2 separate regions of the Anas platyrhynchos genome follow, and region 1 is linked to region 2. A link is a contact called in public Hi-C data. All regions are on one chromosome and are shown on one strand. The core of a region is the stretch at or near the end of the contact, and the rest is flanking DNA. Distances in the headings are between cores, read along the strand shown. Region 1 overlaps SYN2 (synapsin II). Region 2 overlaps SYN2 (synapsin II).

Region 1 (4,198 bases), core at 1,253-3,752, 110 kb before region 2:
GTTTTTTTTTTTTTTTTTTTTCCTTTGTTGCCCAGCCTAGTTGCTCACCCTCCTACCAGTTTCTTTTAGTACAAACATGTTTTCCTGCACTGCAGTTCTGATCTACAAACTTGCTTACTGCTTAATTCAAACCTTACAGGAATCAAGGATTAGAATGCAGAATATGTCATGGAAGATAGCCCTGGACAGATTATTATTTGGATGCTCAGGGCTTAGTAGTTACTAGTACAGTATGGTACAGTAATTCATAGTACAGAAACTAAACTACAGTTTTCAGTATGATTTAGGACTACCTAAGTGAGGTGTGGTAACTGCTGGGGCAAGGAGCCGTTTTGGTTTTCATTTTATGGAGTACAGCTTTCACATCACATCCAAATTCCCCCAAAAAAAGACAGGATTGCTGTTGTTGATAGTAACATTATCTAGAGCTGCTTATAGAATCTCTCCTCTTCAAAGAGGATTTACTGTTTACATAGCTATTACAAAAAATACAGCTTTATTTGTGGAAGCCTCTAAGCCACATGAATACTACAAATACGCTGTAGTGATTTCTCAGCTCTGCGTATAACAATGCTTTGGTTGTATAGTGGTGTTTAGAATATTGGCTAAATTAATTATAGCCAAAGCAGAAACCCAGCTACTTATCTAGAAGATAAGTGTCTGTAGGTGTCTCTGTAGCACTTCCTTCCTTTCAACATTCACCTGAAATAGTGTCCTTAGAATTTTTGGGAGTAGAACTGCAGAAAAAGACTGTTTTTCCAAGTGTGATGTATTAAAGTTTGATCAGTGGTACTACTTCTTTTTCTGTCTTTTATATTTATATAAATGCAGATTGGATTCATATATATTTGAATTTCGAATAATCTGAAAAATGCTGAAATGGGTGGGAGCAAAAGCAGCAACTTGTCAGGGAAATAGCCCTTGGGCATGAGAGATGCTAAACTGAGTCCCAGCAAAAATTGATGTTGATTTGGCTGAGTTTGAAGATTTTGTGAATTATAGTTGGAGCATATATAGTTGTTTTTGGGTTTCATTTGGTTTTCTTTATAATGTAATACTAGAAGCTTTTCTAAGATATTTCAATATTTGAAGGGAAAGCCATATTGTTCAGGTCAGGAAATAGAGGGGTCAATTGAGAATTGCCAAAATGGAGGCTGAGTTTGATCTTATATAGGAAACAAGAATAAAAGTAAAACAAAGCAGGAGTACTAAGAAGAAGCATAACTGCAAAGCAGAGAGGTAATTTAGATCCTTTAAGCAGGCTGTCAACAGTAAATGAATGCTTGAAAAGTGACAGAGATCTAGACACTCTGTCCTCACAAGAGAGGAACATTACGCCTGTTCAAGGGGATGAATGTAAACTTACCAGATGAAGGAAGAGTCCATACCCACAAAATTTGGAAAATTGTGTCTTGCTTAGTTTAGCAAAATAGAGGCTCGAAGGCAGTATGGTTGCTTTTTGCGAATATGTTGTAGTGGTAAAGAAGTGGAAACAAGCTCAACTAAAGCATTATGTGAACCAATAAAAATGGGCAGGAAATAAGCACATAGTGTGTTACTTAGCAAAGCAAGGAGATGTTGAAGTGACATTATGATGTGGAGAATCCAAAAATAAGAAACTCCTTAGTGCCTAACCGTTCACTGTTTCATACCTTCAGTGTGCAGTGAGCATGGCAGGGATTCTCACCAGTTGCTGGTACAGACCTCATCCTGTACAGGGCGAATCTGGCATAGGTGACTTATAAATGCTTCCTTGTGTTGCTAGTGGTGCTGAACAGGACTACAAAGTTTTTGCTATTTATTCCCTGTGGAATGAGATGGGCAGTGAAACAGGCCTACTTACAGTGATGATGGAGAGATGCCCTAAGGCTCACCTTAAAAAGAAGCCACTTTCACGTTGTCTAGTACAAAGTGGCCGGCTATAGGAGAGTTGGCTCCTGCTTTGTACATTTTTTTGGGGTATCAGTGTCCAGTGTTGCCCTTCTCCACTAAGGAACTCTATATGGAAAATATACTCAGCAAAACTGATGCCAGCCTAGAATTTCTTCATGTTGAAGCTGTGATAAAGAATTAAAAAGTTTAGACCAGCTTTTATTGTTGCTCAACCAGCTTTCCAAACTACCTATGCAAAACCTGTAAAATCTTCCTCTGAATGGAACGGGAAATGACTGCTAAGAGGAGAAAACAAGCTATACAGCTTAATTTTACTTGGGTTAATATTTACAATATGCAAAAAAAATATACAATATACAAAAAAAAAAAAAAAAAAAAAAAAAAAAGAGTTTCTGAAGAAGTAGCAACACTTGTAGAAGCTAAGTGGTCCCCTCCCAGAAACAGTCAGTATTTCTAATGGACAAGGATGCAATCTGATATTATTGCAACTCTTGCTTAATGAAGCCAGATTTCAACTTCTGTTTTTGAAAAGGGAACACTGAAAGTATGCAGTTGCACAGCAGCTTTCAGGCAGTTCTTCCCAGTAGAAAAATTGCTCCCCACAGACAAGGTAGGAATGTGGGCTATGTGATAGGAGAGAGCTCCCCCTGTGTGCTAAAGCAGCTGAGACTGAAATGTGTGTGTGCACGTTTGTACCAGAGAAAGAGATAGATGGCCAGGCAAATGAAAGAGGTACAACATATTTTGAAGACTGTCCAGTTACAGGAAAGTTAAACTTCCTTTCTCAGTGTACATAGACACCTCTGGATACATAGAGGGTAAAGTACTGCTCGGGGCTTGATAGTGTCAAAATGCTATGTTGTTTTTTGAAATGGTAAGGAAGGTTTTGACCCTGGAACCCAGAGATTTTGACCTTGTTTGATGCTATGCTGTATCTGCTCCTCCAGTCTTTAAACAAAACCAAAAACAGATTTTTTATTATTATTATTATTTTTTTTTTTTTTTTTTTTTTTGTGACAAGTGATCCTTTCATGAACAGGAAGAGGTTAAGATCTGCAGAACTTCATCTGGAGATCCAACAATCCATCATTGCTGGATCAATTTAGAACTAAAGTTTGTGCTTCAAAACAGAGTAGGAAAAAAGATGGAGCTATCTCAGGGCCAGTGTTATAAACCATGGTATATTTTAATATGATTGTATCTATGTTACAGAATAGTGGAACAGGAGGTGGTTTGGGAAAGAAGTAGTCACAGAGTTAAACACTTGAGCTCTACCACAACTAAAAGCAAAGTTCAGAATCTGAACAGAACATAAGACTTGTCTGTCAGCGGTTGCATGTGCTTCTTTCCTTGCTTCTCTTGGTACAGCACAAGTACAGAGCCACAAAGATGAAGCATCAGTAGTGGTTGGTCTGAACTCTGAAAACCTTCCTGAGTCTCTGCTAGGAGCAGGGAGACACTGGGGAATGATCTATGGGCAGCTGAGGACAAACTTGCTCTACTGGCAACTATCCAGATGGAGCACTGATCGGACACTAGATTAGTGACTGAAGTGGTGAGGGGAAAAGGAGGATGCTTATGTTTTCCTATGGACAAGTCAAGAATATTTGAAAATGAGCTGCTCTGTTTTGGATTTTGCCACGATTTCTCTTTGTGCTTATCCTTGTTTAAAAATCACAGTGCTTACTTAGCACATGGTCCTTATTCAAAATAAACTGTGGTGATGACTGCTGGGGAGATGGACAAAATCCTTGAAAGTTAAACACAGAGTAAAGCCAAATGGCTTTGCTTAACAGGTTATGATTTAAAGGTCAGAGAAATCAAATAAAAAAAGTCAAGTGGAGACAGAGAATGATAACAAAAAAGGCAAACACCCACCACAGTGGGGAAAAGAAAGGAGGCCAAGGAAAACCTCCTCCCCAAAAAAGGTATTTCTATCACGTTCAGGTTAGATAAAAAAAAAAAAAAAATCAGATAGTAAAAATAGATGAACAATATGGAAAAATAAAAAATCAAAAGGATTTTATATGATAGTAATTATAGCACTAAGACCAAACAATGAGAGACTAACTTAGACTCTCCGTACTGCCTGTTTCATGGTGACAGGATCAATGTTTTCCTTCTTATTTTGAAAAGACTACATTTTGCCCTATAATGGAATGAAGATATTTGTTTTTGAAGTCTCCAAAAAATACCTGTGGGACAAGAAAGCTATTCCTCACAGAAGTCTACTAAGAACATATACAATACTTAAGAATTAAATGTTTAAATTATCCTTCAGGGTAGACACCATCAAATTTCAGAG
Region 2 (4,268 bases), core at 1,062-3,561:
TATTTGTGCTGAATTATGGATGTTATGCATGATAGATAGTATAAATCTTACCTGTACTTAGTTTTAGATCTGCTAAAGAAAGCATATTAACAGCAACAATATGAACAGTCTCTATGTATTTAACACAGGGTTAGCAAAAAAAAAAAAAAAAAGGAAATCAGTTATCACTGATGTCTGAATGAATTAGTGAATAACATTAAGGTACTTTTTACACATGCATGTCTGTGAGGGAGAATACACACACTGAGTCTCCACTGGCTTCCTGAGAGTTTCTTCTAACTGAAGCTAAGATTCCCAGTGCACCAGAAGCTGGGTGGTACACTCCAGTCCAATCGCCCCCCACAAAGAAAAGAATTTCATGCACTGTGCTCAACAGAACAAAACTATTAATTTACCAGTTATTATGGAAGAATGAAAGAGAGCTACAGGCTGGGAGATGAGTGGTTGGAGAGCTGCCAGGCAGAGAAGGACCTGGGAGTGATGGTGGACAGTCAGCTGAATATGAGCCAGCAGTGTGCTCAGGTGGCCAAGAAGGCCAACAGCATCCTGGCTTGTATCAGAAGCAGTGTGACCAGCAGGGCTAGGGAGGTGATCGTCCCCCTGTACTCGGCTCTGGTGAGGCCGCACCTCGAGTACTGTGCTCAGTTTTGGGCCCCTCGCTACAAGAAGGACATCGAGGTGCTTGAGCGGGTCCAAAGAAGGGAGACGAAGCTGGTGAGGGGCCTGGAGAACAAGTCCTACGAGGAGCGGCTGAAGGAGCTGGGCTTGTTCAGCCTGGAGAAGAGGAGGCTCAGGGGCGACCTTATTGCTCTCTACAGATACCTTAAAGGAGGCTGTAGAGAGGTGGGGGTTGGTCTGTTCTCCCACGTGCCTGGTGACAGGACGAGGGGGAACGGGCTGAAGTTACGCCAGGGGAGTTTTAGGTTAGATGTTAGGAAGAACTTCTTTACTGAAAGGGTTGTGAGGCATTGGAACGGGCTGCCCAGGGAAGTGGTGGAGTCACCATCCCTGGAAGTCTTCAAAAGACGTTTAGATGTAGAGCTTAGGGATATGGTTTAGTGGGGACTGTTAGTGTTAGGTTAGAGGTTGGACTCGATGATCTTGAGGTCTCTTCCAACCTAGAAATTCTGTGATTCTGTGAAACACACATTTTATATACCCACAAGCTATGGAGGAAGGTCCAGCATGTTTCCATGAAAAAACAATTACTTCAGGATACTGAAGCTATAGTAGCCATCAGAAACACATTATACTGAAAATTCTCAGGACAATAAGGGTTACCACGAAAATAGAAAATTTTGCCAGTATCAGTTTCCGTTTGTTTTTTTTTTGTTTGTTTCTAAATCACATTTTATGCCTGATTCTGCAGGGAAATACACAGAATGATGCAGCAGGTTACCAGAACTCTTACCATTGGCTCTATTGCTCTACGTGCAGCATCTGGGATGGAAAAATGAGGCAAAGTCCCTGCTGGTTGGAGATGGTAATGCAATGCTGTGTAATGCAGAATATATACTATTGTGACGGAGCCAATGACTAGGTGGCTGATATTTTTTATTTATTTGCCAGTTTCATGTACCTTCCTATATTCTTTGGTCATAGTTTTAAACACACTAGGACTTTTTTTTCCTAACGAATGACCACTAGAAAAAGTTCCAAACTGGATGCTATAACATTAGTAAGACCTGAAAGAATAACACTTTTTAATTAACTCCTACATAATATTCACAAACGAGTTGTTCTGAAAATACAGCAAGGAATACATTTTAGCAATATTCCAACCCTTTCATTAAAAGGAACTGTCTCTTCTGCTCAGAATTAAGCTTTCCAAGTATGCTATAAAACTAAACTAATTTTAATGGTGTACTTACAAGTATAATCACACGTAATTTTGCCTGTACTTAAAATATCAACATCTGTTTTACTGATATTAAAATCATCAAGGAAGTCAAATAATTAAGAGCCTGTGTTCCTCAGGACTCTCAGCTTCCCAGTATAGATTAGAGAATAATAGAATTTTGTCTGCTGAGAAACGCAGAGAAAGCACTGCCGAAGTTAGTGAATGAATCTGTTCTCTACAATAAATTAGCACCACAGCTAGTACACTAGCCTGAAAACATCATCCACCCCTTCCCTAAATGAAAGCAACCTTGGAAGTATGGGCTTTAACAATTCCTGTCCAGGAACAGTCTGAAAAACTAAAAGTCTAGTGCAATCTGTAACACAAAACATACCACAAGCCTCAAGGATGTTGTGACAACGGGGCAGCTATTAAAGATGAGAAGCATAACCAAAATATATGATAATAAGTTTCATGAAAGTATTCTCTGACATGTTGGGGGTTTTGTAAGCAGCTGTGTGAACCCAGTTGCTTACAGTGTATCTAATTAGAAGCCAAATTGATTAATAAATAAAAAATATTCCTGAGTGATATATTAATTTTGGTCATATTGCACATTGCTTTAATACTAAATCCCACGACTGTTCACACCCTCCTCATTTATTTGCAAAACAAAACTGATCTGAATTTTCAGTGCTTAATGAAGACTGGAATCAGGCAAGTCCTACACTGCTGCAATGTGTGCTGTACAGCTGCACAGGCTACTCTGAGCACGGTCTGTACTGCACCCAGGCTGTATTCAGCTCTGAAAGTGGAGCCACACACAATAGCATGCTGTACCTCAAATTTCAGATTTTGAAATTCAGCAGTGTGCCAACCTCTTGAGCAGAAATTTGATGAGGCTCTGTTGCAAGCCCCCCTGCAGTCCAGAGCCTAGCTGACTGGCAGTACATTACAGCTGCGAGGAGCAGAAGCATCTGCTGAACACAAAACTGTATTCCAACTTCTCTTCCCCTTCACAGCTGAATACTGTTCATCTCTTTTTTTCTTTTTTTCTTTCCTTTTTTTTTTTTTCTTCACAACTAAATGCTGTTAATTATCATGTAATTGTGAGGGTCACTGCCATTTTTTGGCAGACTTGAAATAACTAGGACACAAATAAGCATTCTCTTTTGACATATATTAAAACATAGCATTATTGTAATAATTTCACAACTGAACAATTCACATCTATGGGATTAATTCCTCCAGGGTCTATAGGGGTGAGAACAGGACCTGCTCTCTTTTGCACACAATAGCAAAGGTTGTTCCAAGTTCTCGGAGATTTGAAGAGATCTTCCCTCTAGGAGCCGTACTGTGGAAAGAGCGCTCTAAATGTAGTTGGCAACATAGAGCACATTAGTCAAGGATGCCCAAGAGATGAACTGAATCCAGCCCTACATCATTTTGTGGGCTACACCCACCCACTTCAGTCCCTAATGGGAAGTGGCTCACTTATGCTACTAGTCACCTCTCCACTAATGGATCCTTGGGCAACCACAAGTCTGCAGTCCATGGCACTGATTCATTTGGATGGGGAGTCGTTAGAGAAAAAGACGGGAGTACTTTTCCCATGAAGATACTGCCATTTGGCAAAGAGCTAAATAGCAGGCATGTGCAAGTCCTTGTTACGTAATATCCAAAATCTGCAACTAGTTACTGGTAAATATTTTTGCTAGTGAATTTATGACTCTGGGCAGGGATGATCATCCCGGTGAGTAAACAAAACATGAACAAATAACACTACTCAGAGTATGAATGTTTTCTTGGTTATTCTACAATAAGGTCTGTTGGGACAAAAAATCAGGATGTGTTGAAAACCTTTCAGACTCTGCGACCCACTATATTCATACTGAAAGTTAAGTTAGCTAAAGAAAGAAATGCTGCTACACTCATTCTAGTTTGCTACCATATCAACACAAATTAGTCTGTAGTTATATCACTGATTGCTTTGAGACAGTTCTCATATTAAACTCACACATAATGGCAGACCGCCACTCTTTTTCCTAAAATCCTTCTTTTTTCTAGTTATGAAATAGGAAAACAAAACAAACAAAAAGGAACAAAATGAGCAAGCAATCACTAAATTCCTAATGGCTCAGTGAAAACAAAGTCACCAGGATTTGCAGATATGGCAATTAGCACTTTAGAAGAAAAAAAAAAAAAAGTGACTACTTTTAAGGTCAGCATTTTCTATCTTTTTTCCCTGTATATGCCACTTCAGAAGCCCATTTGTATCTTCAACAGCTGTTTTCTGTAACAATCAGCAACAAACCTGATGAGCATTATGCTCAGAAATTCCATTTTAATCTCCTGTTGCCTGAGTTTCTCCCTTCTGACACACTGCTCACTACGTTCCATTGCCCAGCAGTAAATTCAAAAGAAATTC

The links. A called contact is a pair of places that touch in the nucleus more often than the background predicts.
Region 1: a contact with region 2 is called in a Hi-C map of liver, with 2.2 times the contacts expected there. The contact joins two enhancer-like sites. A contact is called at or near these places in 3 of 8 Hi-C or Micro-C datasets (F1 follicle, liver and subcutaneous adipose tissue).

The regions. Positions count from the first base shown.
Region 1 is chr13:17,775,390-17,779,587 of IASCAAS_PekinDuck_T2T, reverse strand. All of the region lies in intron 9 of SYN2 (synapsin II), which reads right to left. Among named protein-coding and RNA genes, the nearest start is that of TIMP4, 47 kb to the right of the region's middle. Within about 2 kb of position 2,502, at least 1 of the 8 cell types and tissues checked has an H3K27ac peak or open chromatin away from gene starts, as enhancers often do.
Region 2 is chr13:17,667,479-17,671,746 of IASCAAS_PekinDuck_T2T, reverse strand. All of the region lies in intron 1 of SYN2 (synapsin II), which reads right to left. Among named protein-coding and RNA genes, the nearest start is that of SYN2, 60 kb to the right of the region's middle. Within about 2 kb of position 2,311, at least 5 of the 8 cell types and tissues checked have an H3K27ac peak or open chromatin away from gene starts, as enhancers often do.